7 separate regions of the Mus musculus genome follow, and regions 2, 3, 4, 5, 6 and 7 are each linked to region 1. A link is a contact called in public ChIA-PET, HiChIP or PLAC-seq and promoter capture Hi-C data. All regions are on one chromosome and are shown on one strand. Each heading gives the region's core, a stretch centred on a gene start, on an enhancer-like site or on the middle of the called end of the contact. The rest is flanking DNA. Distances are from core to core; before and after follow the strand shown. Region 1 holds the start of Gltp (glycolipid transfer protein). Region 2 holds the start of Sirt4 (sirtuin 4). Region 3 holds the start of Msi1 (musashi RNA-binding protein 1). Region 4 holds the start of Ssh1 (slingshot protein phosphatase 1). Region 5 holds the start of Cox6a1 (cytochrome c oxidase subunit 6A1). Region 6 holds the start of Srsf9 (serine and arginine-rich splicing factor 9). Region 7 holds the start of Dynll1 (dynein light chain LC8-type 1).

The links. ChIA-PET counts read pairs in DNA pulled down with a chosen protein or histone mark. HiChIP or PLAC-seq counts read pairs in DNA pulled down with a chosen protein or histone mark. Capture Hi-C pulls out chosen DNA fragments and counts their contacts.
Region 2: an HNF4G HiChIP or PLAC-seq map of pancreatic cancer cells shows a contact between it and region 1. The contact joins the promoter of Sirt4 here to the promoter of Gltp in region 1. A contact is called at or near these places in 2 of 39 promoter capture datasets (liver and pre-B cells), 1 of 484 Hi-C or Micro-C datasets (embryonic stem cells), 3 of 115 datasets of contacts at active chromatin or transcription factors (cardiomyocytes, memory CD8 T cells and pancreatic cancer cells) and 1 of 9 other capture datasets (embryonic stem cells).
Region 3: a promoter capture Hi-C map of adipose tissue shows a contact between it and region 1, with 2.6 times the contacts expected there. The contact joins the promoter of Msi1 here to the promoter of Gltp in region 1. A contact is called at or near these places in 1 of 39 promoter capture datasets (liver) and 1 of 9 other capture datasets (adipose tissue).
Region 4: a contact with region 1 is called in a FOXA1 HiChIP or PLAC-seq map of pancreatic cancer cells. The contact joins the promoter of Ssh1 here to the promoter of Gltp in region 1. A contact is called at or near these places in 2 of 115 datasets of contacts at active chromatin or transcription factors (microglia and pancreatic cancer cells).
Region 5: an RNA polymerase II ChIA-PET map of memory CD8 T cells shows a contact between it and region 1, with 9 read pairs. The contact joins the promoter of Cox6a1 here to the promoter of Gltp in region 1. A contact is called at or near these places in 2 of 39 promoter capture datasets (embryonic stem cells and liver), 5 of 115 datasets of contacts at active chromatin or transcription factors (bone marrow-derived macrophages, large pre-B cells, memory CD8 T cells and 2 more) and 2 of 9 other capture datasets (adipose tissue and liver).
Region 6: an HNF4G HiChIP or PLAC-seq map of pancreatic cancer cells shows a contact between it and region 1. The contact joins the promoter of Srsf9 here to the promoter of Gltp in region 1. A contact is called at or near these places in 2 of 39 promoter capture datasets (liver and pre-B cells), 5 of 115 datasets of contacts at active chromatin or transcription factors (bone marrow-derived macrophages, large pre-B cells, microglia and 2 more) and 1 of 9 other capture datasets (embryonic stem cells).
Region 7: a contact with region 1 is called in an RNA polymerase II ChIA-PET map of memory CD8 T cells, with 14 read pairs. The contact joins the promoter of Dynll1 here to the promoter of Gltp in region 1. A contact is called at or near these places in 3 of 39 promoter capture datasets (HPC-7-derived erythroid cells, liver and pre-B cells), 4 of 115 datasets of contacts at active chromatin or transcription factors (bone marrow-derived macrophages, large pre-B cells, memory CD8 T cells and 1 more) and 2 of 9 other capture datasets (adipose tissue and liver).

The regions. Positions count from the first base shown.
Region 1 is chr5:114,689,276-114,693,169 of GRCm38.p6, reverse strand. It overlaps Gltp (glycolipid transfer protein), which reads left to right and starts at 2,235. Exons shown (of 5, transcript NM_019821.2): 1 at 2,235-2,411. The coding sequence starts at 2,309.
Region 2 is chr5:115,482,680-115,486,573 of GRCm38.p6, reverse strand. It overlaps Sirt4 (sirtuin 4), which reads left to right and starts at 2,090. Exons shown (of 5, transcript NM_133760.1): 1 at 2,090-2,242; 2 at 3,456-3,894. The coding sequence starts at 3,463. It overlaps Gm42007 (a long non-coding RNA gene), which reads right to left and starts at 2,124. Exons shown (of 2, transcript XR_878704.2): 1 at 2,011-2,124; 2 at 1-531.
Region 3 is chr5:115,427,839-115,431,732 of GRCm38.p6, reverse strand. Msi1 (musashi RNA-binding protein 1) reads right to left here and starts at 2,058. Exons shown (of 15, transcript NM_008629.2): 1 at 1,927-2,058; 2 at 1,716-1,756; 3 at 1,029-1,110; 4 at 845-929. The coding sequence starts at 1,985. It overlaps A930005G22Rik (RIKEN cDNA A930005G22 gene), which reads left to right and starts at 2,229. Exons shown (of 2, transcript NR_168295.1): 1 at 2,229-2,423.
Region 4 is chr5:113,991,543-113,995,436 of GRCm38.p6, reverse strand. It overlaps Ssh1 (slingshot protein phosphatase 1), which reads left to right and starts at 1,647. Exons shown (of 15, transcript NM_198109.5): 1 at 1,647-1,773. The coding sequence starts at 1,705. It overlaps Gm52825 (a long non-coding RNA gene), which reads right to left. Exons shown (of 3, transcript XR_003955978.1): 3 at 3,203-3,894.
Region 5 is chr5:115,347,138-115,351,031 of GRCm38.p6, reverse strand. It overlaps Cox6a1 (cytochrome c oxidase subunit 6A1), which reads left to right and starts at 2,074. Exons shown (of 3, transcript NM_007748.5): 1 at 2,074-2,193; 2 at 2,325-2,467. The coding sequence starts at 2,085.
Region 6 is chr5:115,324,894-115,328,787 of GRCm38.p6, reverse strand. Srsf9 (serine and arginine-rich splicing factor 9) reads right to left here and starts at 1,611. Exons shown (of 4, transcript NM_025573.3): 1 at 1,289-1,611. The coding sequence starts at 1,479.
Region 7 is chr5:115,298,937-115,302,830 of GRCm38.p6, reverse strand. It overlaps Dynll1 (dynein light chain LC8-type 1), which reads left to right and starts at 1,841. Exons shown (of 3, transcript NM_019682.4): 1 at 1,841-1,999; 2 at 2,181-2,318. The coding sequence starts at 2,187. Gm13830 (predicted gene 13830) reads right to left here and starts at 1,711. Exons shown (of 2, transcript NR_131932.1): 1 at 1,598-1,711.

The sequences.
Region 1 (3,894 bases), core at 986-3,485:
TGGCTATACAGTGATGGGCATTTTCTCTCCCTCAGGGATGCAGGTCTAGGCCACATTAGACCAGGTTAAAAGCAGATAGAGGCAGGTTTAGGAGGCAACTCTCAGTGGGTTCACCCATCTCCCAGGTTAGTGAAGTCACACATCCAGGATAAAGCAAGGGGGTTTTATATCACCTAGATGAGGAGTGATGACCACCAGTTAGGAGCTCTGATGGTGATCATACATGGTCAGAAACTGAGCCCCTGGGCGGGCACTCTTGGGTAGGTTGGTGGAAATGGAGAGATGGAGAGATATTAGCCCTGAGCTTTTTCCAAGCAGGCGTGGGGCATGGGGGGACAGGGTAGAGGGGGAGTTTCATCTGGGTGGGAGGGGTTGGAGGAAGGAGGAAAGATGGGGTTTCTCAGCTTGTGTAGGGGATGTGCAGGGGTTCCAGTGTAACATACAATAATACCCGTCTCAAGAAAAATAGAACTAAACCAGGCTTGATGGCGCAGGCCTTTAACCCCAGCACTTGGGAGGCAGAGGCAGGCAGATTTCTGAGTTTGAGGCCAGCCTGGTCTACAAAGTGAGTTCCAGGACAACCAGGGCTACACAGAGAAACCCTGTCTCAAAAAAACAAAAACAAACAAACAAAAAAAACCCCAAGCAAACAAACAAAAAAGGAGTCAACTCTAGAGCAAGTGCTTTCTGATGAGTAGAGGAACGGGTGGATGGACGAACGGGTGGATGGACAAACGGGTGGATGGACGGGTGGAGGCAGAGAGGGAGGGATGGGGAGATGAAGAAAGGGAAGGATGAATGGATGGGTGAACTTTCAAGACCTGTCTCAGGACACCAAGCTACTATCTAAAAGATCCATCTTTCTTGTGTCGAGTCACATGTGGTTTCTGAGTGTCTCAGCTGGAATGGAGCAGGTTGAGCCATCAGGATTCTCTCTGAAGCCAGAGGCCCCAGTGCAGGCTGTTATCTCTCCATGGAATTAGGGAGTCTTCCCAAAGGTGGGTGGGGTTCTGGCAGAGCTGGGACACTGGGGAGGCTGTTGTAGGAAGATTGCATCTTGGGATGCCCGAGGCGGGGAGTCTGGGTGGGGTGGGAACAAGCTGAAATTGGTGGCTTGGGCACCTATCAGTAGGAGATCTAACGTGACTGGGCATGCAAGAGATAAGGACGGTCGGATCTTTCCCCGCCCGCGACTTCTTGGGGTCATGCCTGTAGTTTGGGTCAATCTTTCTGCCATCTGCCTCCTGAAAGGGTAAATTAAAATCATTTAACAAGATTTAGTATATGCTTTTCTGGCCCCTAGACATCTTCTCACTGCCCTTACTATGAACCACAACTAATTTCCTTCCTTCCTTCCTTCCTTCCTTCCTTCCTTCCTTCCTTCCTTCCTCCCTCCCTCCCTCCCTCCCTCCCTCCCTCCCTCCCTTCTTCCCTCCCTTCCTTCCTTTATTTTTTGGTTTTCGAAACAGGGTTTCTCTGTGTATCCCTGGCTGTCCTGGAACTCACTCTGTAGACCAGGCTGTCCTGGAACTCAGAAATCCACCTGCCTCTGCCTCCCGAGTGCTGGGATTAAAGGCGTGCGCCACCACTGCCCAAATTACTCCCAGCCCCTGCTCGCCCTTCCCGTGCACCGCTCACAGCTCTCCGGCTCCCTCAATTTAAGGCTTTGCTTAAGCGCCATGGTCACTCTATCCTCCGTGACCATCACAGTACGGAGCAGCAGCAGTGCAGAGTAGGATTACTGAATACTCAGTGTGGGCGGAGTACCAGGCTCTCCACTTGGAATTTGGGCTGTTATCTCTCCATGGAATTAGGGAGTGTTCCCTAAACACACTGAGCTCTGTGTTTCAGGACGCAGCAGCTAGGCTGCATTGTGGCTGAGGTGAGCCGGGGTGTAGGCTGTGGGGCGCGAACCTGGCACTTTGGAGGACCCTGGATTGGGAAACAAGGCCCCGTCAGGGTTTGAGCTGTAAACCCGGCCAGAGCATCCCAACCTGGGCGCGGCTCACCAGGTGCAAGACGCCCGCGCTTCCGCTAAGCCCCGCCTCCAGACCAATGGCGCGGCGGCTGCGGGGGCGGCGGGCTTCGATTGGTCGGAAGGGCGCGGCGGTGGGCGCCCATTGGCAGAGCCCCTGAGGGGCGGGGCCGAGTGCTCCATGGCTCCGGCCTGCGGGCGGCGCTCGGCGCTCGCTGCGAGGCGCGGGCGGAAGTGGCGACGCTGGCGTCCCGGGAGGCGGCGGGCGGCGACAGCCCGGGCGCGGACGCCCTCGGCGCGGGCTGGGGCATCACCAAGGGCCTCGACCCCGAAATGGCGCTGCTGGCCGAGCACCTGCTCAAGCCGCTGCCCGCAGACCGGCAGATCGAGACCGGGCCCTTCCTGGAGGCTGTGGCTCACCTGCCGCCCTTCTTTGGTGAGTCCCGGGCTTTGCCAGTCCTCCTCACCTGCCCAGATCCCTCTTCCTCAGATGCACCCGGGCCCTTAACTCCCTGTCATCCATTGCACCCAAACACCGCTTGCTATTGCACCGTGGGCATGCTTCATCAGCCCTCCGGCTGCGCCTAACATCTTCATCCCCGGCTTCATTTTCCGCCCCCTTCAGAATGGTTCTCAATTCTCCCCCACCCTCACTCTGAACGATAAGCCCTACCCCCCACCCCAGCCTCTTCCCATCCCAGACCAAAGAACACCCCCATCCCACCCCACCACCTCCAAGGACTTGAAGATGGAGCTGCAAAACTCAAGGGCCCTTTTTAGAGGAAGTCATGAAAAGGGTTTCCCCCATCTGGGAAAGGGGGCTGGATTGTGGGGGTGATGTCAGCTGCAGGGTGCTTAGCTCGGATCCCCACCCCCTTTCGAAAAGGAAAAAGTCCGGTCTTCCATATGTCAAGTTGAAGCACCTCCCAGGAGCGCTGGAATGAGTCCCCAAGCCACTTTCAGGCGCGTTCTCTCCCCGCCCCTCCTCCAGCCTAAGACCTTGTTGTAAAGTGGAAGGAAAACTAATGCCTCCTGCCCTGCCCTTTGCCTTGCGGTTCACAGAGGGTGCTGCTACCTGAGCCCAGCTTTCTTCTTGGTGGGGACGCTCCCAGCGCCCTACCCTGCTAGCTCACTTGGTGACTTTGCAGGATGACACCAGCTCCCGGGTACAGAGTCCAGTTGAAATACTTGGACAGAGCCTTGAAACCGCCTTAGCCTGAGGAGGTCTGGCACCCACTCAACCCCTGGTGGGGATAGGGCGTGTGTGGCCATGTAGATCTGTGTCTTGGAGTCCCTATCTGTGAAATGGCAGGTTTGGGGGTGGGGACTAAATGAGAGCCTGTGAAGGGTGGGTGTTAGCTGTGGAAAGGAACTTGTGTGAAGTTCTTGAATCTAGTTTCGGGCCCAATGCGCCAGCCTGGAGGAGCATCCCGAGAGCAGGTCTCAGGCTTTCTCAGAGGCTGAGAAAGCTCCAGCACTGCCCAGTGGGTGCTCTGTCAACCCGTGGCATGCCTAAGACCTGCTTTTTTTCGCCTGTATCTCAGCTGTAGATCAGATTGCATCTCCAGAGAGAGGGAGCTGTTGGCGTTAGCTTTGGTTTTTATGACAGCATTATGTTGTTTTTAAAAATATATTTATTTGTGTGTGTTGGCATGGGGGGGGGGACAGACAGGCGGGGGCTGGAGGACCGTTTTCGGAAGTTTGTTCTCTCCTTCCACAATATGGGTTCTGGGAACCAAACTCAGGTCATGGGGCTCCACAGTGACCTGCTGAGTCACCTCCCAGCCCCGACAACACTATGTCTTCTGTGCCCTTGGCTTTCTGAGTAGTTGCTAGTTCGAGCCAGCCTGTCCTGGGTTCGTAATCTGCTGGAGCCAGTGCTTCTCAAGGGATGGCAGTTTTGTTCCTTAGAGGGGGTG
Region 2 (3,894 bases), core at 841-3,340, 790 kb before region 1:
CCTCGGCTACTTAGTGAGTTTGAGGCCAGTCTGGGAGAAATGAGACACTTCCCGAAAACAAACAAACAAACCAGAACAAAACATAAAAGAGCTCCTGAAGTCAGGAGAGGGAGTGTATCAGTCTCTATGCATTATACGTGGCTCTGCTCATAGTTGCTGCCAAAGCGTCCATTTTCAAGTCCGTGGACACATTTCTTCGTAATCCAAATTGGTTGTATGTTGGGGTGTGTGTGTGTACTGCGTATGTGTTGGGGAGTCAGCGGAGGCCAGAGGGGAATCTTGGGGATCCCCCTCATCACTCCCTACTTTATTCCTTCTGAGGCAGAATCTGACAGCGTGTCGATAAACTCGGAGTTCCAGTTCTTCCACCAGGCTGGGAGCAAGCAGGTGCCAGCCGTCCGATTGCTCTCTGCTCGCCTTTGTGCTGGGAGGAGAGTTTATGTGGGTACTGGAATCCAGACATAGGTCTTCATGCTTCAGCTGTAATTCTGAGCCTCAGGGCCATCTCCCCAGCATCCACGATCTATTTTGCTGTTTAGAATAAGAACACTGTGTGTGCATGTGGGCCAAAAGTGGAGTTGGCGCTCTCCTCCCTCGATCCAGGGGGTCAAAGTTGGGTTGTCAAGTGGCAGAGCTTCACCTGCCTAGCCACCTGGCAGACCCCTATCAATCTTTAACTTATAGCAGGAAATTTAATTACTTTGCAGTGGAAGTGGACGTGGGCACTTAGGAGGAAAACCAATCAAATCTGCGAACCGTGTTGGCACACATCGTTCAGTTCATCAAAGTTCTAGGGAGGCGGAGGCCGGTGAATCTCCATGAATTCAAGGCCAAGCGTGGTCTACATAAGGAGTTCCAGGCCAGCCAAGGCTACATAGTGAGAACCCATCTTAAAACAAACACAAAACAAAGGGGGCAATTATTTATTATTAAAAGTGTCAAAAAAAATTCTGGGCGTGGTGGCGCACTCCTTTAATCCCAGCACTCAGGAGGCAGAGGCAGGCGGATTTCTGAGTTCGAGGCCAGTCTGGACTACAGAGTGAGTTCCAGGACAGCCAGGGCTAAACAGAGAAACCCTGTCTCGGAAAACCAAAAAAAAAAAAAAAAAAAAAAAGTGTCAGACTATACATTAACACCCTGTCTCAGAAAAACAAAAACAAAAAACAAAGAAAGGGTCTTTTGGGGAGGGGTTGGGAGAGCTGAAGAGGTGGCTCACTGGTTAAGAGCATTGCTTCTCACCAGGTGGTGGTGGAGCACGCCTTTAATCCCAGCACTTGGGAGGCAGAGGCAGGTGGATCTCTGAGACCAGCCTGGTCTACAGAGTGAGTTCCAGGAAAGCCAGGGCTATACAGAGAAACCCTGTCTCGAAAACACCAAAACAAACAAACAAGAGCATTGCTACTCTTGCAGGGGGACTCAGATTCCATCCCGAGCACCCACAGGGCAGTTCACAACAGGTTGTCACTCAAGTTCCAGGGGATCTGACGCCCTTTTATGGCCGTCAGGAGCTCCTCCTGTATGCATGAAGGTAAAACACACACATTATTAAAAAAAAAAAAAAACCAGTCTATTTTAAAAAGCGTCTTGGATGGAGAAATGCCCGCTAGTGTGAATTCAGGGCTACCCAGGGCTGGGCTAACGCGCTGACACCGAGCTATAGCCCCAGTGCTCTTACAGTATTATTTTGAGTCCGAGGTCTCACTAAGTCACCCAGACTGGCCTTGAACTCGTGATTCTTCCGCCTAAGCCTATTGAGTGGCAGATTATTGTCCTGTGCTACTAGTGAAAGAGTTTCTTTAAGAGAGCGAATTCCTAAATTAGGACTGCTTGGATCCTCTTTCGCACGCAGGACATGGGAAATATTAACCACTTCTTTGGTGGCACAAGCCTCTAATCCGAGCACTTGGGAGGTGGAGCCAGGAGGATCACGGATTTGGAGTCAGACAAGGATATGTCAGACCCTCTCTCAGCAAACAACACAAGCCACAAACAAACAAACACTACAAGAACCTCAAAAGGCAATCATTGCCCCAGGCGTCAGCAGCATATCCGGAACCTTAACTGAGCTGAGCAGGAAAGACAGCGGGCAATCCGTAGAGGAGCGCCCAAGAATCTTGGCGTGGGAGACACGTAGGATTCTGGGACTTGTAGTTTTCTTCCAACTAGATCGGCTTCGCGGACTACATTTCCCAAGATGCACACGTAACAAGCGAGTCCCACTGTTGGGTGAGAATTGTGGAAGGTAAGTGTTCTGATCCGGCTGAAGGTTTCCCGCTGAGCATTCTTACTAGGGATTCCATCTGTCTCTTTTGTTCTCGAGGGGACAAGGAGGATTTATCCCGGCAAAACCCGACTGTTTAGCCGTTCACACGTAGCTGGGAAATCTCATGGAGAAAGCAGGGTCCTGAGCTCTTCTTGGATAGGAAGCCAAGCCTAAATATGTGTGCCTATCACTCGATAGCTCCGCATTATGTCAAAGACTGTGTCAAAGGCTTGTCTTTACAACTAGAAAACCAGACAGGCAAGTTTGTATGCCTTGATTTTTATGTGTCCAAGTAGCAGAATTTACAATGCAGGGTAAGCAGACAGAGTGATTACTTAGCGTCCATCCCAGAGGCCCTGGATTTGGTACCGAGAACCGTGTAGAAAAAGACAAAACAAAACTGACATACTAAAATTAAAAAATCTTTTGGAGAAATGATATAATTCGGTTTAGTTGTATTCCTTGGCCTGGGCTACAGGGAATTCTGTCTCAAGTAATGATAATAATAATAATAATAATATCTGATTTAAACCAAGTAGAGTTATAGAACAAATAGTCCCATGAGAGATAATATTAACAAAAATATAAATATTACTAAAACATGTTTATATTAGTAGCAGGTGAAAAATAATGGGCTATTAAAAGTCTGTTTTTTAGGGCTGGAGAGATGGCTCAGTGGTTAAGAGCACCCCCTGCTCTTCCAAAGGTCCTGAGGTCAACTCTCAACGACCACAAGGTGTCTCACAACCATCTCTGATGAGTTCTTCCCTCTTCTGGGAAGTAGGTGTACGCGCAGGTTGACCATTCATATACATAAAATAAGTAAAAAAAAATTTTTTTAAAGTTTGTTTTAAAAAATATTTAATTTTTTAAAATTAAATTTTATTTTATGTGTTTGGGTATTTTACCTGCGCGTGTATTTGCGCATCCCTTTTATTCCTCGGCGCTTGCAGAGCGCAGACGAGGGCCTGAAACTGGAGTTAAAGATAGTTGTAAGTCACCATTGTAGGTGCTGAGAATTGAAGGGCTTCCGGACGAACCGTCCTCCCTTCTGTTTCCCCAGTGCTACAATCCCAGGCCGGGGCCACCGTGGCAAAATTTTCATAGTCGAATAGAGTTCCGGTGTCTATCAATTGGTGGGTTAACTTGACTTGTAAAACCCAGCTGCTCTCATGGATTTCTTTCTCTCCAGAATAAGAATGAGCGGATTGACTTTCAGGCCGACAAAGGGCCGTTGGATCACCCACCTCAGCCGGCCGCGTTCTTGTGGACCCTCGGGGTTATTTGTGCCGCCCAGCCCTCCTTTGGACCCTGAAAAGATCAAAGAGTTACAGCGCTTCATTAGCCTTTCCAAGAAACTCCTCGTGATGACAGGCGCGGGGATCTCCACCGAGTCCGGCATCCCAGACTACAGGTCAGAAAAGGTGGGACTTTACGCCCGCACTGACCGGAGACCCATCCAGCACATTGATTTCGTCCGCAGTGCTCCGGTCCGCCAGCGGTACTGGGCCCGAAACTTTGTGGGCTGGCCTCAATTCTCCTCTCACCAACCCAACCCAGCACACTGGGCTCTGAGCAACTGGGAGAGACTGGGGAAGCTGCACTGGTTGGTGACTCAGAACGTGGACGCT
Region 3 (3,894 bases), core at 809-3,308, 740 kb before region 1:
CAGGGCTGGGGAAGAAAGAATGGGGGAGTGTGGAGAGAGGTCACATTGTCCCGGTCCTCCCCACCCTTGGCAGACAGACACCCCCCATCATCAAGTGAGCCTCTTCCTCTGCTTTTCTCCTTTGCCTTCTGGAACCCCTGAGCTGGCCTCCGCCAGCGCCCCCTGCAGGGTCCAAGACACTGGGAACACTGGGAAAGAAGCAAAATGTTCCAGGAGTTTGAATACCAAACAGGCAGGGTCTCCTAAGATCTGGTCGACAGAGCACTTTTTTTCCCCCTATTTCCAATTTCCTTGCAAGCTAGCTCCCTGTTCATAAATACCCTGTAAGGATAAAGAAGGTTCGTGTCTTCTACAAAAGCAAGGAGCTCACTGACCAAAGTCCGGGAAGGAGAAGGGGGGGGGGGAGCGGGAGGGCTCTGTGATGCTTTGCCATTGGTCTGGAATGGAAAAGGGGGTGTCACAGAGTCAAATAGTAGTTAGATTTCAGAGAAGCCACCGTGGGTAACTGTAGCCCTGACTCATTCAATCTGGGGGTAGGATAGGGGCCCGGCTCCACCCCAAAGCCAGAAGTACCAAGATTAGTACTCACAGAGAAAGAGTAGTAGTTGCTGCGTCCCTCACCAACACTGGAGGTGGGGCGTGTGGCATCTTATCCCAGGCCTGAGATTTTTTTTTTTCCTTTCCTCCCTCTGTCCCTAACTCCACTGACAAACTTTCAGGGCATGACAGCTTTCTCACTCTGCAAACTCCATGCAACTGTCCCCACGAGAGAGAGTTCCCGGATCGCTCTCCTCCGGCAGCCTCCCTCTCCCAAAGGACCCCCGAAACCCCGAGGGTCACTCACTGTTTTGGAGTCGAGCTCGTGCCGCGATTGCGCCAGCACTTTATCCACCCCCGCCTGGTCCATGAAAGTGACGAAGCCGAAACCCCTGCGCCGGTAGTGAGGGAGAGGCAGATGGTTACAAGGACAGCGAGTGGCCTCGGCGGGAGGGGCGAGCGCGGTGGCAGGAGAGGTCTCCGGGACTCACCTGGATCTTTTGGTCAGGGGGTCCCGCATCACCAGACACTCTTTCACCTCCCCGAACTGGCCGAAGTATTCGCGCAGCCCTTCTGTAACCACACACTCGCCTTCGGACCAGCCCAGGCCCGGAGCCCTTCCCCCTCCTCCCCCGTCCTTTGCCCCTGGTGACCCCGGCGCGGCCCCGCCGCCCCCGCGCCGAGCTGCCCGCGCGCACTCTCCGCGGCCGGCCCCCCCACCCCTGCCCTCGCCGGGGATTGGGGAGGGGGGTCCCGCAGAGCCTTCCTGGCGCCCACCGGGGCCTCGGCAAGGCAAGGGCCGGGGCCGGGCTGGAGTAGGGGACCGCTCAGGTTGGGTTCCCGCCGCTCCGGGAGCAGCCTCAACAAAAGTTTGAGCCGCAGGTGCGAGCGGAGTTGGAGCTGCCGCTGGCGGGTCCCGGGGGCCCAGCCCGCCCCCCCCGATGCCCCCTCAACCCGCCCCCCACCCCCCACAACTGCTCCCCAACCCGCGCCGGGCCGTGCGCGCTCGCCGAGCGTGCTGCGCTCTCGGGGTCCCCGGGGCGGGGCGCGGAAGAGGGCACGAGGGCGCCCGGGGTCAGCGGGGCGCGGGGCCGGGCAGGGGCGTCCGGGCTTGGGGTGCCGCAAGGGGTGCAGGGTGGCGGTGCGGGGGCCGGCGGGCGATCCCTGGGCTGGCTCACCCTGCGTGGTCTGCCAACTGAGTCCTCCGATGAACATCTTGCTGCGGGAGGAGCAGAGACACAAAGGGCCCGCGTGAGCGCCGGGCGCCAGGGAGCAGGGGGCGCGGGCCCGAGCCCCGGGGAGGCCCCGGCCCGACCCGGATCGGCCATGTTGGCGGGGCCGGGGCGGACGCGGGCTGGGCAGGCTGGGCCGGGCCGGGCCGGACCGTACCAGGGGTCGTGCGGCGAGTCCGGGGAGGCGAGGCCGGGCTGGGGCGCGTCAGTCTCCATCGGGAGCCGCGGGCGGCGCGGGCAGCGGAGCGGCGGCGGCGGCGGCGGCGGCGGCGCTCGGCGCGGGGCAGATGAGGAGCGCGGCGAAGGGGGCCGGACGGACAGGCCATGCTGCCCCCTCCCCCGACCCCGCTCGGGCGGGCGGGCGGGGACGGCCAAGGGGAGGGCCCGCCGGGGGCCGACCTGCCGGCTCCTCCCCCCGCCGCCCTGCGCGCATAAAGCCCGGCGCGCGCCCGGGCGCCCGCGGAGGCGGCGGCGCTGGGACCCCCCTCCCCACTTCCCTCGGGGTTCCTGTGTGTCCGGGGGGTGAGCGAGCTCCCCTGATTCCTGGTGCGGGCTCGGGCCTGGGGCGCGGCCGCACCCCTCACCCACAGCGGCGCGGGGGCCCAGCCGTGGGGAACGCCCTCCCGGGATGAAGCGCTTCCCGGTGCGTTCAAGGTAGCTCGGCTTCGGATGGGGGAACCCTCCCTAGTCCTTCCTCCCTGGTCCTCGCTATTGAGAATTTAGAAGGTGCCCCCAATCTTCCTGGGTCGGGTTGGAGATAGCTCAGTGCCCCCCAACACCTTCCAACTGGTAAGAAACCTCTCCCAGTCCGAGCGAGGAGTTGCCCTTGGAGACCCCCAGTTTCTCCTGAACCTAATTTAGACTGCCTTGACGACAGTCTCCAGTCCATTCCTAGTTTCCCACGTCCAATTTGGGGAGCCCTCGTAGTGCCTTGCGTCCCGAGTGGGGAGCATTTATCAGCAACACTAGTAGAATCTTTCCCAGTTTTGTTTGCCCCTCCTCGGCCCTTGCTGTCCAAATTAAGTGTGCCTTGTAACTCCCCTAAACCCCTTTTCTCCACACCTGGGACCCCTATGGTCAGCTGAGAGAATGCCCAGCCTCGAGCCAGGTTTCCCAAGTTGTCACCTCCCCGGCCTTCTGTGGGCACCTCCTCCTGTCTCACTTCCAGCCCCTTTCGGACTGTCTGGAGTGGGGGGAAACTGATTCCAAACACTTGCCCGCTGGCAGGGTCCCCAATGAAGTGGAGAGAGAAGTCGGTGTCTCGGAGATTCCAGGCTGTGCACCCTCCAAGTGACTCCCTTTCATCTGGGGTCCTAGCTCCCTTCCATTTGATTTGGAAGAACCTGGGCTGACTCTCCACCAGGTTTAGAGTTAACTTCCCTTGTAAATAATTTCCTTCTATGAAGCCAAACTCCTGTCTTCTTCCCTCTAACTCCTGGCTCTTTAGCATCACCTCCTAGTACTTGAACCCCATGTCTCTTCATTCACCCCCATAAACTCCTTCTCTCCAGCCTGGGAAGACCAAGAAAGTCCCTTATATATGACAAGAGGCAGATTCACCCTCCTCCCTCAAGACCAAGGGATGTCTTCACTTCCCTGGTTGAAACCACGATAGAAATGGTCCAAACAGGAGGCTAAGGTGCCTTTACAAGCCCCACCCTACCACTTTACCCCACCCCCACCCCGCATCCCTATCTCCTCCCTTCCTTACATCCACCCAGGTTGACTCAGTAGCCACCTGTGTGCAGGACCAATCCTGCACTCTTTCTCCTTTGTGATAATGTGTGCCCCTGGTCCTGGCACCCCAACCTAGAGGTGCTTTCCTGTTCCTCCTAGCACGCACCCCTCCCCCCAGCCATCACACCCCAGAGAGAGAGTGAGCCCCTTTTAAGTTTCCTTAGGAACCTTGTGGGAAAGCTCAGCAGGTATATCCGGCCATCGGGTACAAACAAATTTGCCATTTCCCTATTTGTCTCCTCCTACTCTCCCAGGTTCTCAGTGTCCCCTAGATTGGGAGGTGGGGACCATCCTATACTTAACCACCTTGATCTAAGCTGGAACTTGAGGTGTGTCGTGTGTGTGTGTGTGTGTGTGTGTGTGTGTGTGTGTGTGTGTGTGTGTGAGA
Region 4 (3,894 bases), core at 398-2,897, 700 kb after region 1:
CTCTGCTCTAATTGATGACATCCACAACTTTATGAGTTTAAAACTGACTCCGCAGAGATGTCTTGACCTCTGCAGGTGGTCAAACTGTGACATGCATATGTTCTCACACACACATACATACACACACTCATATGCACACATACTCACACATATATGTATACACATACATATACACACACTCATACACACATGCACACCCACACACATACACAGATATACACACACACACACACAAAGCTGGCATTCTGGAACACTCGTGATCATCTATCAGCCAAAGAATAGCTCCAAACAGAGGGGAGCCCTGCTGGGTATTGCCATTCAAAACCTGTCTTACTTAGTGCTGAAAAACTGTGGACCAAATTCACAGACAAAAAGTATACTCAGTCCTGTTTTGACATAGTTGCCTTCTGAAAATGCAGAGGATGCTTTGTGTCGACATAGGGGGCAGTTAATGGCGCCATTCTCAGATCTTTAAAAACCGAGACTCTTTGCACTTAGCAGGAGCGTCTGTTAAATACGAGCAACTGGAAACTTCCTTACATTGCGGGGTAACCCCACTGAAAATCCCCTTTAAGGGTTGGTTACATGGTACATAAAGGAGCCTTGCCACTAAGGCTAGTGACCTGAATTTGATTCATGCATGTATTCATACGCATATCACACACACACACAGATAATAATAAATAAAAATTTAAAAAGAAAGACAATCCTTATTTGAGGATGGAGACTGTTGATACCCTCAAGACGGTGGAAGAGGCAGGGAGGAGCCAGGTTTCCTCTCGGGCTTTGAGGATGATGGAGTGGGACTGGAGACTTGTGATTAGCAAGGCTTGGGTACCACAAGAGGTCCAGAGTAGGGGTCGGGGCTCTGTGAAAGAGAAGTTTCTATCAAGTTGCCCAGTACCGCCTTGCTGGGGTCCCTCACCCTGGCCCACTGGCAACCTTTCCAAAGCCAATGCAACGCGCCCGCTTATCCCCACTGCTGTCCCCGGGCAAGCTTCTGGCCGGCCCACAGTTCTCTCTCCCTCCGTGGGTTAGTCCAGCTCACGGAAATCCTGCCTCCTAGCAAGTACTACTCCTTCGAGAAGCCTTTCCTCTCGCCACCCACTAGTCTGCGTTTCTAGACACCAGAAGGAATTCGAAGATTAGATCAGCCCTTGGTGGTGCAGGCGTTGGAATCCAGGACCTTGAGTAGGCCGGCGGGACACCCTGCTACTGGGCTACACCCCAATCCTATGCAAAGCAACTCTGCAAGCGGATTTCACAGTCCCGGGGGTGGGGTGGGGTGGGGGGAGGCCCCGCACTTTGTATGAGCAGAGTAACTTTCCTTGAAAGAATAAACGAGTGAGTCTTTTACAAACTCTGGGCAGCTTTGCTCTGCTGGCCTTGCCTTCGGAGGCCTCAGTTTCCCTACGCTGCCCGCGAGTCTAGCGGCGGAGGAGGGGCCCAGGCCGGGCGGCTGCAGCCAGCGCGGGGGCGCGCGCGAGTGGACGTGACCGCGCGGCGGGGCCCGCCCCAGGCCGGTCACTGGCGCATGCGCATCACTGCCCGAGCGCTGCGGGCCCGGCGGACTCCGGAGCCGGGGAAGGGGGTGGGGGGTGGGGAGTTTGCGGGAGGGAGGAGGGAAGAGGGAGGGAGCGAGGGGCGGGCCCGGCGCGGCTGCCCGGCCGGCTGCTGGAGGCCCCGGGCCGGGCCCGCGCCGCGATGGCCTTGGTGACCCTTCAGCGCTCTCCCACGCCCAGCGCCGCGTCTTCCTCCGCAAGCAACAGCGAGGTGAGCCCGGCCGCACCCTCCCACAAGGTGTGAGGCGGAGGTGCGTCCGCCCTTGGGGTGCGGGCGTCCCCGCGTCCCGGTGACTGAGCATGCGCCGGGCTGGGGTCGCGGAGGTGGGGGGGCGGGGGGGGATGCTTCCAGATCGCAGGGCACCAGGAAAGGCTCTGGTCGGCTCTGGGCTGCAGGGTCTCGGGTTCCGCTCGGGGCCTGAGCTCATGCTGCTTAATCGGGGTAGATGGGGACCGGAGCGTCCGGGTCCTCAGGACGGCCTGCCCCAGGCTGTGCTACCCCAGCCGGGCTCATCCCACCCCCTTCCCCTGATGAGCTTAAGGCCTCGGAGTAAACCCCGGATGACCCAGCCGGCTGCAGGGGACGCCCCGCTGTGCTGGGCTAGCCCCGCAGGCCCAGGAAGTTGCCAGCTGGAATCTGGGCCCTCTCCCGGGGTTGTGTGTCTGCGTGAGACTTGGCTCAGCACCCCTGCGTGCCCGTGTTGGTGCGTTTTGGGCTCGTCTTGCGGGGACTGGCAGGCATCTTTGCAGAATGGCTGTGAGGTTAAGCCTCCAGGGCCCTTTCTGTCTGAGACTCTTTCATGAGTTTTATCTGCAGGCAGAAGGTTCTGGTTGCCTCCTCTTTGCACACAATTAGGCAGGGCAACTGAGAAGTTAGATTGTAGTAAGGCCTCTCTTCCCACACAGCTCGGTTCCCCTACAACAGTTTACAAAGTGCCTTTTATCTTGTGTTCTTCCTAGGAAACTACAGGAGCATAGGGAAGCAGGGAGGGGCAGTACAGGCCTTTGCAGCCGAAATTCTCTTCCTTCCTTCCTTCCTTCCTTCCTTCCTTCCTTCCTTCATCATGTAGTTGTGGCTGGCCCCCTGCCTCTGCGTCTCAGATGTTGTCAGTTCAGAAGAGCTTTCCACACCTGGCTCTCAGCCTGGATTTCTAGCCAACTTCCATAATGTTATGGGAATTTAACACTTGGTCGCTTCCAGTTCCTGTATTAGACACATTTTTAGGCTTTTAATCTTTTTTTTTTTAGTTGAGATGTAACTCACAGCCTGTGGCTTTACCTTTTGGAAGTATGTAAGTCAGCGTTAGTAGACACACCCGCTCAGCCACTCAGTCCCGAAGCTTCAGCGCCCCGCCCTTCTCAGTTACCGCTTGTCTTTGCTTCACCCCCACCCCGGGGCGTCCCCTACTTCTCTACATTTGCCTACGCTGTAGTTCATATAACAGGAAATATGCAGTGTTGCCTCTGTCTGGCTTCTCCCTCTAAGCGTGCTGGTCTCAAGGTTTGCCCATACTGGGTCTAATCATTTCTTTCCTTTCTATAAGAATTCATTGTATGGGGGGTAAATTTTTTTCAGGACACTGATTAGGACATTTTAAAAATCATTTTATTATTATTATTATTATTATTATTAATGTTATTTAGTACTAAATGTTTGAACCAGACCCTTGTGTGTGCCTGGCACTACGCACACTACCTACATTTTAAAAATTACATTAAGGTGTGTATGCATGTGTGTGCATGCGTTTGTCTCTCTGTCTGCTTCTGGGCATATGCAGGTGCCCACGGAGACCAGAAGAGGATGTTGGATCCTGTGGAGCTAGGCTTACAGGGGGCTTGTGAGCTGCAGGTTGTGGATCTGGGCATCTGCTTTTAGGTCCTCTGGAAGAGCAGCAAATGCTTTTAACTGCGGAGCTCTCTTCTGCAGCCCCCTTCCAGCCTCCATTTTAAATCATTATATGATGATCTCCCAATGACCAATTAACAGAAGAGAAAGCCCAGAAGAAAGCCAATGTTTAAAGTGTGAGGAGGCCCAGAGCCCTCTTGACTTTTACATCCTAGGAATGTGGAAGGTGGAGGCAGGAAACCCCTAGTACAGGCTGCATGGCCAGGCTAGTGAAATTAAGAATGGGCAAGGTGAGCGAGACCCTGACTCAATATGGAAGACAATGACATCGCCAGCAGCCACATACACACACACATGCACATGTGAACACATACCAGTCACACCTGCAAGTACACACAAACCCTAAAATCCCAGATGGCTTTTCTTTAACTTGAGCATGCCTTTGTCACCTGGGATGTTCCTGGGATGGCTAAGCTGCCTTCCCGA
Region 5 (3,894 bases), core at 825-3,324, 660 kb before region 1:
CTGAGAACACACACACACAAACACACACAATCCAGTACATAGTTAAATGATACATCTTTTTGCTGTGTGCATGTGTGATTTTTTTTTTTTTTGAGACAGGGTTTTTCTGTGTAGCCCTGGCTGTCCTGGAACTCACTTTGTAGATCAGGCTGGTCTCCAATTCACCTGCCTCTGCCTCCCGAGTGCTGGGATTAAAGGTGTGTACCACCACCATCCAGCAACAATATACCTTTTTTTTTTTTTTTTTTTTTTGAGACAGGGTTTCTTTGTATAGCCCTGGCTCTCCTGGAACTCACTCTGTAGACCAGGCTGGCCTCGAAATCAGAAATTTGCCTGCCTCTGCCTTCCAAGTGCTGGGACTAAAGGTGTGCGCCACCACACCCGGCTTTTTTTTTTTAATTGCTCACATAGTTCAGTCTGGTCTTGAATCCATCAAGCAGTTAAGGATGTTTTAAAATGCATGAGTCTGCTGCTGCCTCTTCCTCCTTTTGTTATTTTGAGATAGGCTCTTACAATATAGGCAAGGCTAATCTCAGACTATAGACGTGGTCCAGGCTGGCCTCTAACTAGAGATTCCCTACCTCCGTCTCTCAAAACAGTACCATATACACAAACATTTTAAACTTAGGGGTGTGTGAGCGGAGACAGGGTCTCATTCTACAGCCCAGGCTAGTCTCTAACTCACAGCAATCTTCCTACCCCATCTCACTCTTATGAGCCACCTCACTTGGCGTGTGTCTTAGTCAGGGTTTCTATTCCTGCACAAACATGATGACCAAGAAGCAAGTTGGGGAGGAAAGGGTTTATTCAGCTTACACTTCCACCCTGCTGTTCATCACCAAAGGAAGTCAGGACTGGAACTCAAGCAGGTCAGAAAGCAGGAGCTGATGCAGAGGCCATGGAGGGATGTTCTTTACTGGCTTGCCTCCTCTGGCTTGCTCAGCCTGCTCTCTTATAGAACCCAAGACTACCAGCCCAGAGATGGTCCCACCCACAAGGGGCCTTTCCCCCTTGATCACTAATTGAGATGCCTTACAGATGGATCTCATGGAGGCATTTCCTCAACTGAAGGTCCTTTCTCTGTGATAACTCCAGCTGTGTCAAGTTGACACAAAACTAACCAGTACAGCGTGTTTTGTTGTTTTTGTTTTTATGGAGACAGGGTCTCACTATGCAGCCTCTGGATAGCCTAGAACTCTGTAGAGGAGGCTGGCCTGGGGTCAGTTCCATCTGCGTCTTCCTCGCAGATACTAGCATTAAAGATGCGAGGCTTTTAGACCAAAATAAATAAATAAATAAATAAACAAATAAATAAATAAAAAGGGAAAAAGGAGATATTTGTAAAGTTCTACAGACAAAATTTAACAGATGTGTGTAGTATTCAAAGCGGGAGCAGGAACATTGAACAAACGCTGAGGATATGGAGCTAAACAAAGTCCAGATTTGCTGGCAATTGCAGGGTCCTTACTGGTTCCTGGGTCTGTTCCTTGACTCATTAATACACGGTTTCATACATTCATTCATTAAATTGCATAAAGCACCTGCTACTTGCCATGAAAGATTTCGGGTAACTCTCGGGATGCAGCGCTGGCAAAAATCTAAGCACTGCGGACTTTACAGTCTATGTAGGGCACAACGGAAGAGAATAACAACGGTCTTTAAGAGCGATAGGGACAATGATAACGACAAGGACAGGGCTGTCGAGGGCCTGGGAAATCGCGGAATTAGAAGGCAGCGAGCGAGGAAAGAGAATGGCGCCTCCGCTAACGTGACTTGTTCTCCGCACTTCAGATCCTGTCCAGGGACTCCAAAGAAGGGAGCGATTAAAACCAGAAAAGCTCGCAAAAGTTCAGTTCCGCGGACATCCTCACCTAGGCGCTGACAAGCAGGGAGATGGGGCACAGGAACGGGGCGCATGCGCGCTCTCGCTCCAGCCGCCCCAGGGACGGATAAAGTGCGCAGGCGCTGGAGTTCCTAGCCAGGTCTGAGAAGGCGTTGCCCAATAGGAACGTCGTTCGGCGTCTTTGTCCCGCCCCCTTCGCCCGTCCCCATTTCCGCTTCCGGCGCGCCGGTGTAGTTCCATGATGGCGTCGGCGGTGCTGTCAGCGTCTCGGGTCTCTCGGCCGCTGGGCCGGGCCCTCCCCGGGTTGAGGCGGCCCATGTCGAGTGGCGCCCACGGCGAGGAGGGTTCAGGTACCCGGGGGCTCTCGGATGGGCGTGGGGTCTCGGCGGGTGGCGTGCGGCGGCGTGGCGGGGCCGGAGCCCGGGGCGGTGACCTTGGCGGGAGGGAGCGGCCGAGGCTGACGTTGTGGCCCCCGCCGCAGCTCGGATGTGGAAGGCCCTCACCTACTTCGTGGCGCTGCCCGGGGTGGGAGTGAGCATGCTCAACGTGTTCCTCAAGTCGCGGCACGAAGAGCACGAGAGACCCCCGTTCGTTGCCTACCCTCACCTGCGCATCAGGACCAAGGTAGGCGCTGCGCCTTTACTGTCCGTCTGTCCGTCCGTCCTCCAGGCATCCGTTATTGCGGGGTTGTCCACTCCCCTGGCCCAGCCCTTGGGGGAGTTTTAGGATCTTGGCTGCCTGTCCGTCCGTGCAGATAGAATATTTTATTTACTCTTCGTTTGACGGAAGGGAAGCCAGTTTGTAGGTCGTGGCTCGGTTTTCTTAAAAGGCCACCCAGTAAATGCCTGCGGGCTTTCAGCTCCTCCAACTTGTCACCTTTTGTCCAATGGTGCACTTTATTAGCTTCCTGCGGGAAAGTTTGGAGGTTTGGGGTGTCCCTTTATAGCCGCAAATCCTGAAGGTGATCCGGGATCCGGGCGATTGGCGTAGGCTTAAGCACAGACTGCCCGTTGGTTCTCACAGTGCCTGTCGTTTTATCAGTTCTTTGCCTTGGCTGTTCGTGTAGAAACCCTGTCTCGAAAAACCAAAAAAAAAAAAAAAAAAAAAAAAAAGACAGTTATAATGTCTCATGATGTATTTTAACAAGCCCGTCTTCCACTGTATCACCTAATTCACCTAAGACTGGCCTTGCAGAAACTTATTCTAGACTTCAATTTTACAACCCAGAAGGCTCCATGCCGTTCCCGTACAGCCTCAGCACTTGAGAGGCCAAAGAGAGCCAATGTCTTGTTCAAGGCCAGTCTGGTCTACAAAGTGAGCTCCAGGACAGCCAGGGGGGAGACTTTCTCAGAAAAAGAAAAGGTGTTTGACAGCAGCCTTGCCTTGGGGCTCTGCCCACTAGGTGGCAGTAGCACCCCCCTCCTAAGGCCTCTAGATAATGCTCCCATATCCCGCCCCTGGCACTTGGGGTCAGAAAACAAGCGTTTTCTCAGTAGTAGCTATCAGGAAGTTTCTATCAGTAGTAGTTGCTGGTTATTCTCTGCCACGTTATGAAATGGAGATTAGCTTGGGCTAAATGGGGTTACCACAGAAAGCCAAAAATGGTTGTGAGCTATTGACCAAGAGCAATGCTTTTCAAACATGGAGGGGAAGGGACAGGAGAGAGGGCTCAGTGGTGTAGAGTGCTGCTGCTCTTACAGAAGAGCCTAGTTTCCAGTGGGTGGCTCACAACATTCTTTAGCCCCAGCTGCAGGCAGGGATGATATCTTTGGTCTCTGTGTACACCTACACTCGTGCATATACCCACAGAGATGTACACAGAATAATATTCATGCTGGCAGAGGCAGGTGGTCAACATAGCACATTCTAGGACATCCAGGGCTACATAAAGAGACCCGTCTCAAAATCAGACAAAACTATGATTGGCAGAGTCATACATGCTGTAACCCCAGCACTGCAGGCAGAGGCAAGAGGAGCGTTGTAAGTTTTTGATTAGACTGTTCTATTTAGTGTTCCAGGTTAGCTAGATAAGGAAACCCTGTTTCAGCAAC
Region 6 (3,894 bases), core at 362-2,861, 640 kb before region 1:
TGTCACACCACACAGTAGTTACGGGGTGCAAATCCTACCTAGATCCTCTCCAAACACCTACCAATTGTTATCCCTTTACTAACCTCTTGCATTAAACAATCCGCATTTTGTGTGAAATACGGTCAGCATCCTCTGCTTCATGGGCTATTGAAAAACGCTAACTACACGAGGCGTGGCACTTGACACAGAACTTGACTATTAAAGACACAATGGCACTGTTCATTAGGGCCATAATTTTTCTCACGTTCATTTGTATTTAAAAAAAAAAAAAAAAGCTTCAGTCTATTTTTTGAGGCAAACTGCAAGACACTTAGGGGATAAGCTGGGTTAGTCTTCAACCATCGAAGTCCGGAGTACTTCTACTGTGAATCCGTAATCTCCAACCCAGGCCGGCGAGACACCGGGTCGGCAGGCAGAGATGAAGCTCTCCTCCCAACGAGGCTGAGAAGACAGGGAACAGGTCCTTACTGACCCTCCCAAGGGGACGACCGCCAACGGCGCAGAGATCTCTAAACTAAAGCATACTTTCCGGCCTCTTCCTGACCCAGGGCTCACGACATTTGCACACACACACAAAAAAAATAAAAATAATAATTAAAAAAAAAATCAAAGATCCTTCGGCGCGGGTTTTGGGGGAGCCTAGCTTTTCCACATCCCTGCTACAATTAACTTCTGGCTTCTGGCGGGGAATTAACTTCCCTCATTAGAGGGGAATGAAATCAGAGATGCTAACCCCCCACCCGTCTCTCTCTCCCGCTGTTTAATCTGATCCCCCTTTACTAGAACTAGGCTCGGTGGGGCGCCCAAGTGAGGGCTGGCTCCAGACACCCCGCTTTTCAGCCGCCCAAGGCAACCTGTGGTCCCCGCCAACGCCGTCTGTTCCCCGGTAACGGCGAGGGCCACCCCCACCCACAGACCCGAACCCGGACTCGGGAGGAGGGGGCGGGATGGGCGACTGTCGCCTTCGGCCGAGTCCTCTGCAGGGTCGGTTCGGGGGACCCGAGCCCCGCGCTTCCCTCATTTCGGGGTGCTTCCCGTTAGGGTGCTTTTCCCAAACTCGAGGGCTGGGCAGAGCGCGCTGGTTTTTACCCTCCTCGGGGGCAAGTCGGGCGGGCTGGAGCCTTCCGATTGAAGGAAGTGACACCAGGCAAAGCCGCCTCCAGCCGGGGGTGGGGGGGGGGCGCCGCGAGGGGTCAGCACGGCGGGGAGGGGGAGGGGAAGGCGCTGGGGGAGGGGAGGGGAGGCCGGGCCCGGCGGAGATGGGGCGAGCCGCCGGCGGAATCCTCACCGCGGGTCCTCGAAGCGCACGAAGGCGAAGGGCACGAGGCCGTGCCGGTTCTTGAGCTCGATCTCGCGGATGCGGCCGTACTTGTAGAACAAGTCCTCGAGGTCCTTCTCGCGCACGTCGGACGGAAGGTTGCCCACGTAGATGCGCCCGTCGCCCTCGCCGCCGCGCTCGTCCGCCCAGCCCGACGACATCCGCACCGGCCGACGCCGCGGGCCCGCCGCAGCCCACGTCCCGTCGCAGCCGCCTCCGCCGCCGACGCCGCCTCCTCAGCCCGGGGCCCCCCGCCGCAGCCTCCCCCGCGGGCTCCCGAGGCGCTCAGCCGCACTGCATTGTGGGAACGCGGCGCGGAAGCCGTGAGGAAGCGGGGGCGGGAGGGGGCGGCGGTCGGAGGATTTTTAAAGCGATCTTAAAGGGGTAGCCGCCGCCGCGAGGTGCGCTTGCGCAGAGGGCGGGGTCTCTCCCTAGAGATGCGAGCGGAAGGTTCCCGGAGGTGGGACCCGAGCGCCTCCTAAGCTGGTAGGTCACTAAGCTTGGGGCTGTCCTTCTGAGGAGAAGGACGCGGACCCCACAGAAGCCCTCAGACTGCCCAGCGCTGGGCTATCCTGGCCCTCGGTCTCAGGTCTGTAGTCGTCCCTTAGACCCGAGGTGTAAGCCTGAGATGGTCGCCAAAGCTTGGTTGTCCGAGTTTCTGGAGAATGGAGAGTGGATGCGCAAACCTTTCGTTCCAACACTCCGAACCCGGACAGAGGCAGGAGCAACTATCTCCATGAGTTCAAGGCCAGCCTGGTTTACATAGAGAAATAAAAGGTATAGTGGAGAAGAAGGTTTATTGTAGGTATGTGGGAGAGCATACTATACTCAGAGGGAGGCCATCTAGGAGAGTCCAGAAGGGGACGAGACCAGGCAGAACTGGGCCCTGTGAGGAGAGGCGGGAAGGAGAGGGGAAACAGATCCTGCAGTCAGAAGGTCAAAAGGTGTAAAAAGAGGAAGGTAGTCAAGATGTCTGGATTATATAGGGAAGAGCCTCTAGGGGAAGGGCAGCCTAGCCCCTGGCCTGGAGGGCGGGGTATGTCAGCCAAACCCTGTAACAGATAAGGACTGGAGGATGCCAGAAGCTGGAGACCAGGTCTGCTTTGGTATCTTATATAGGCACCTCAGCGGATCATCCCGGGTTTGAAACTTCACAGCTACCCTGTCTCCAAGAAAGAGAGAGAAAAGAGAATCTGTGGAGGATACGCATGTATTATTTCATATCACCACAAGCATCACTGTAGAGTTTGCCTATTTGTGCATTCTAAACTATAGAACAACCTCACCAAACAAAACAGTGAGTGGGAATGCATGCCAGTAAATCTCACTCTCCTGAGGCTAAGGTGAGAGACTTTAAAATTCTAGGCTAGCCTTGACAACAACTTACTGAGATCCTACCCTGAAAAACTATTCAAACCTAGATGCCTGGAGGGATATAAGGCAAAGATAGCAAGATGATAGAGAGCTGTAACCCTAGGCAGCTCGGTTGTTGTTTCATTTGTTCTCTGTAAGATTTTTGGATCCCAGCCTAAGGCTACACCATAAAACAATATGTCCAGGGGCTGGAGAGATGGTGCCAGTGATTAAGAGCCTTGACTGCTCTTCCAAAGGACCTGAGTTCAATACCCAGTACCTACATGGCAGCTCACAGCTGTCTGTAACTCCAGTTCCAGGAGATTGCCACCCTCACACAGACAGACATACAGGCAAAAACACCAATGAACATACAATAAATCTTTAGAAACAAAAAACCCAAAAGCCTCAAATTACATATCTTTATGTTTATCCTTGTATTCTGTGTAGTTAGAGAAAAAAAAAAAGGCAGGTGGATCTCTGTGAATTTAAGGCCAGCCAAGTGTGCAGAGCTAATCCCAAGACAGCCAAGGAGGCACAGAGAAAAACTGTCTTAAAAAAAAAAAAGCAGGGGGGTGGGGTGGTGTATAGGGGACTTTTGGGATAGCATTTGAAATATAAATGAAGAAAATATACAAGAAAAAAAAAAAAAGCCAGGCGGTGGTGGTGCACACCTTTAATCCCAGCACTCGGGAGGCAGAGGCAGGCAGATTTCTGAGTTCGAGGCCAGCCTGGTCTACAGAGTGAGTTCCAGGACAGCCAGGGCTACACAGAGAAACCCTGTCTGGAAAAAACAAAACAAAACAAAGATACATATAACTAGGTATTGCTTATTACCCAAAAGCATAGAAACTTTTCAAAGGATGTGGGTGGAGAAGGTCACCTTCAGCAATACATGGAGTTTGAGGGCAACCCAGCCTACATCAGAAAAGCAAAACAAAACAAAAACCTAACTAAATGCTAAGATGTCAGCGTAAAAGTAAAATCTTCCGTCTGTGGAGCTACCTCCTTGCGTTCACCTCTCCTATATTTTTGCCTCTCCTATATTTGGGTAAGACATCTGCTGATGGCAACAATCCTCTATTTTTGTACTTTTCTGTGTTTACCAAATTGTAATTAGCCTGTACTCGGTTTTATAAGTAGAATAAAGTGCAATAAATGGCCTCTCAGATATGACTGCGTCTTGCGTCTGGGATATGCAACGCTTCTGACTGCTCTTACCA
Region 7 (3,894 bases), core at 592-3,091, 610 kb before region 1:
TGCACAGCTTCGCCGAGAATGTAAAAACAGAGGGTCCCCTTGGGGCTGGAAAGAGAGCTCAGCAGTTACAGATGTTCTTCTGAGGATCCAGGTTCAATTCCCATCACCCATATGGCAGTTTACAACTCTCTGAAATCCCAGAGCCAGACCACCCAATGCCCTTTCCTGTCCTCCCTGAGTACCAGGCATAGATGTGGCACAGGGACATACAACCAAACACCCACAAACTTTTTTTTTTTTTTTTTTTTTTTTTTTGGTTTTTCAAGACAGGGCTTCTCTGTGTAGCCCTGGCTGTCCTGGAACTCACTTTGTAGACCAGGCTGGCCTCGAACTCAGAAATCCGTCTGCCTCTGCCTCCCAAGTGCTGGGATTAAAGGCGTGTGCCACCACGCCCAGCTTTTTTTTTTTTTTTTTTTTTTTTTAAAGAGAGCAAGAAAAAGAAGATCCTCTCAGACACAGCTGTTGTGAGTGGTACGGTGCTGAGCAGAGGTCAAGCACCCACTCACTGCTGCTGACTCGTTTTATTTCATTTATTTTTTTGGGGGGGAGGGCAGTTTACACAGGATCTCATGTAGCCCAGGCTAGCCTTGGCGCCATCTATCCAAAGCTGGACTTGAATTTCTGATCCTTCTGTTCCTGTCTTCCAGTGTTCTGACTCCCTCCTGGAGCCTCCTGGGGATCAAATATGCAGCCTCTGGCCTCACTCATACCAAGCAAATGCTCTACTGACTGAGGGGTAGCCCAGTATTTTGTTATTTTTATTTATTTATTTATTATGTGGGTACGATTAGTCATAAATGCCAGAGGAGACACATCTTAGGATCACTTTCTTAAGATACGTCTTCCTTTGTATAAATAAATCCTCAGCCAAGAAACTTTGCCCAAATGGACATTCTATCCGAGGAAGCAGCCTCACCTGTACACACTGGGCATCCACCCACATTCCAGATCTTGAGGTCCCCACTGCCTGGCAGACAGGCTCTACCTCCTGGATACGCGATCCCTTTCCCGAATTTCTCCTTCAATCATTAGGCTATCAGTATGTATACGGTCTCCTAGGGCAGTACCAGCTACACAGGGGCTACAGTACGAAATAAGCATGTAGTGTCATGTTATAAAATTCGGAATTTAACCCGGTGTGATGGCGCATGGGGGAGGCGCCAAGAAGAAATGCGAACTTTAGATCATCCTGGGGCTACTTAGGGAGACGATGCTAAGGTAGGGTGGGGAGGACACGGGCAGAAAAAACGAAAAAGAAAGAAAACAGGGTTCAGTGGCAGAACGTAGAACTTGCCTCTCAAGCCCAGGGCCTCCTCAGACACACGCACTTACTTACAAACTTCAGGAATGTGACAGCAGAGCTTCGAACCAAGCCCTACGAGACCCTGAGTGCAACTGCATCGATGGCTCACCCTTGCTAAGCTCGAGGCCACCTGTCAAAGGCCATAAATCGTGCGGACCCCGGGTGGGTGGGGGGAGATGGTGGAAATGGGCGGCACCTGGGGCGGCAGCTCCCAGCCTTCTAGAACCTGCGATTCCAGAACACACCCTGCGCTAACCTCAGTGGGGCCCCCGAGAGGAAAATGCCCGCCCTCACCTCCTTCCAGACTGCTGGGTGGTCCGGGAGCCAGCCACTCGACCCGGGGCTCCGCCTTCAGGGTGTGTGGGCCTCCGCACGCGTGCCGCGCATCGCCCGGGCAACCGACGCTGTGCGCGGTGCATTGTGGTCTGCAACAAAACGCGGGGGAAAGATCCTGAGGGAACCATTGAATCCGCTAGCCAATCGGGAGAGGCTGGCGGTAGCGGATGGCCAATAGCGACGCGGGCCGGGGGCGGGGCCGCGGGCGCAGGGCGGGGCCTAGGGATTAGGCGGCGGCGGCTGGCGTGGGGCAGCTTAGATGCGCCACGGCTTCGGTAGCGACCGGCTGTCTTCTGCTGCTTGAGCGGCGCCCGCACCTTCCCTAGGAGCTCGCAGCAGCCGGCTGGCCTCTGCTCCACGGTGAGACCGGGCTCGGGTCCTCCCCGTCCCCCCTACCTCGGGCCTGCGGTGCGGACCTCGGGAGCTGCCCCTCGGAAGCGGGTGGGGGCGTCGTCCTCAAGGGGGGCGCCGGTCGGGAGGGCAGCGAGCGCGGCCCGCACCCGACCCCTCTCCCTCTTCCCTGCGCTTCGTCACCACACAGGTAACCATGTGCGACCGGAAGGCGGTGATCAAAAATGCAGACATGTCGGAAGAGATGCAACAGGACTCGGTGGAGTGCGCTACCCAGGCGTTGGAGAAGTACAACATCGAGAAGGATATTGCGGCCCATATCAAGAAGGTGAGGACCCGGCGCCGCGTAGTTCCTACTCCCCGATTCTGCGTCCTCTGGGCGCCTGGCAGTTTCCCTGTAGCACTCAGGGCGGCTCGGGATGGATAGTTCTAGAAAGGACGCAAGGGTTTCGCGTTCCTCTGGGGAAGACCAGACCCTCAACGCCAGAAGTTTTTTTTTTTTTTTTAAACCCCCAGCTCCTTGGGGGAAAGCGCCACCTAGCAACGGTTTCCAAGATCAGGGAGTTGCGAGCAGTTCCCCCTGCTGTAGAATTCCTGCGCCGAGGATCCATCTGGGTGTTCCGGGAGGGGGGGGGGTTGCGCCTGCCTGCGTGGGTGTTTCCAGCCGGGCTAGGAGGAGATCTTGCCAGCCTTCTAGTCGGGAGTTAGTCGACAGTTCAGGGAAAGTGGGTGGCAGTGGTGGTTTGGGGGGCTTGGGTGGAGGCTTGGTAAATGGCAGTTTTGTAGAAAGCTGGCGCAAGACTGCCAACTTCTCAAGCTATGTTTGCTGGAAGGAAACTGGAAGCCGAAGCCGTGGGAGGGTTCCAGTGGAGAACGGGAGGATGAAAGACTCACATGGAACAAAAATGAATACTTTTTTTTTTTTTTTGGTTTCTCTGTGTAGCCCTGGCTGTCCTGGAACTCACTTTGTAGACCAGGCTGGCCTCGAACTCAGAAATCCGCCTGCCTCTGCCTCCCAAGTGCTGGGACTAAAGGCGTGCGAGACCACGCCCGGCTTGAATATCTTTTTTTGACAAATGCAGCAGTATGTGCGTCTGGATTGTAAGAGAGACATTCTGCTTAATAAATGAGGTTTTCATACCGATTGCCCGATAAGATAGTAGGAGCCCTAAAGAATTTTACATCATCTCTGGCCCTGGTTCTATCCAACTAGTGAAGAAATGAACACATTGCTAGTTTTAATGTCCATGGGATGGGAGAATCAGGTAGCAGATGCTCTCTAACTTGCTAATTTTTAAGACTGGGTAGATGTGGAGGAGAGCGATTTTAAAAGATAAAGTCCTGGCATTTAACTGTCAGGTTCTGTTGCATTTTTCAGCCTGGCTTGATTTATGTGGTAATTGAGACTTTGTCCTTTGGTCTTTGGGGGGGGGGGTGGTGGTTGTCTTCCTGATTTGGGGTGCATGGCAAATACAGTGGTGGAGCCTGATGAACTGCAAATGCTGATGTCATCTACCTCCATCGAATTGCTGGAGTCAGAGGTGAGGTGCAGATGATGGGTCTTTTAACCCCCCAGCACTAGGAAGGCAGAGGCAGGCAGATCTCTTTGATTTTTGAGACCAAACCAGTTCTAGTGCGGTCAGGACTACAGAGAGACCCTGTCTTTAGAAAACAAAACAAAACAAAAAAATCAAAGTAGTCCAGAAGTGCCCTCATTGAAACAGAACTGTCCTTGAAAATGACCTTCTACCTTTGATCTTCTTAGCTCCCATTCTCAGTTTACCTCAGACTGCAAGCACGTTGCATTAGGTAGATGATTTAAAGCCAGGGAACATTCTCTTAAGAATTTGCTGGGGCTGTGGTGAGCGCTTGCCTGCATGCCCATGCCCTGGATTCAGTCCCAG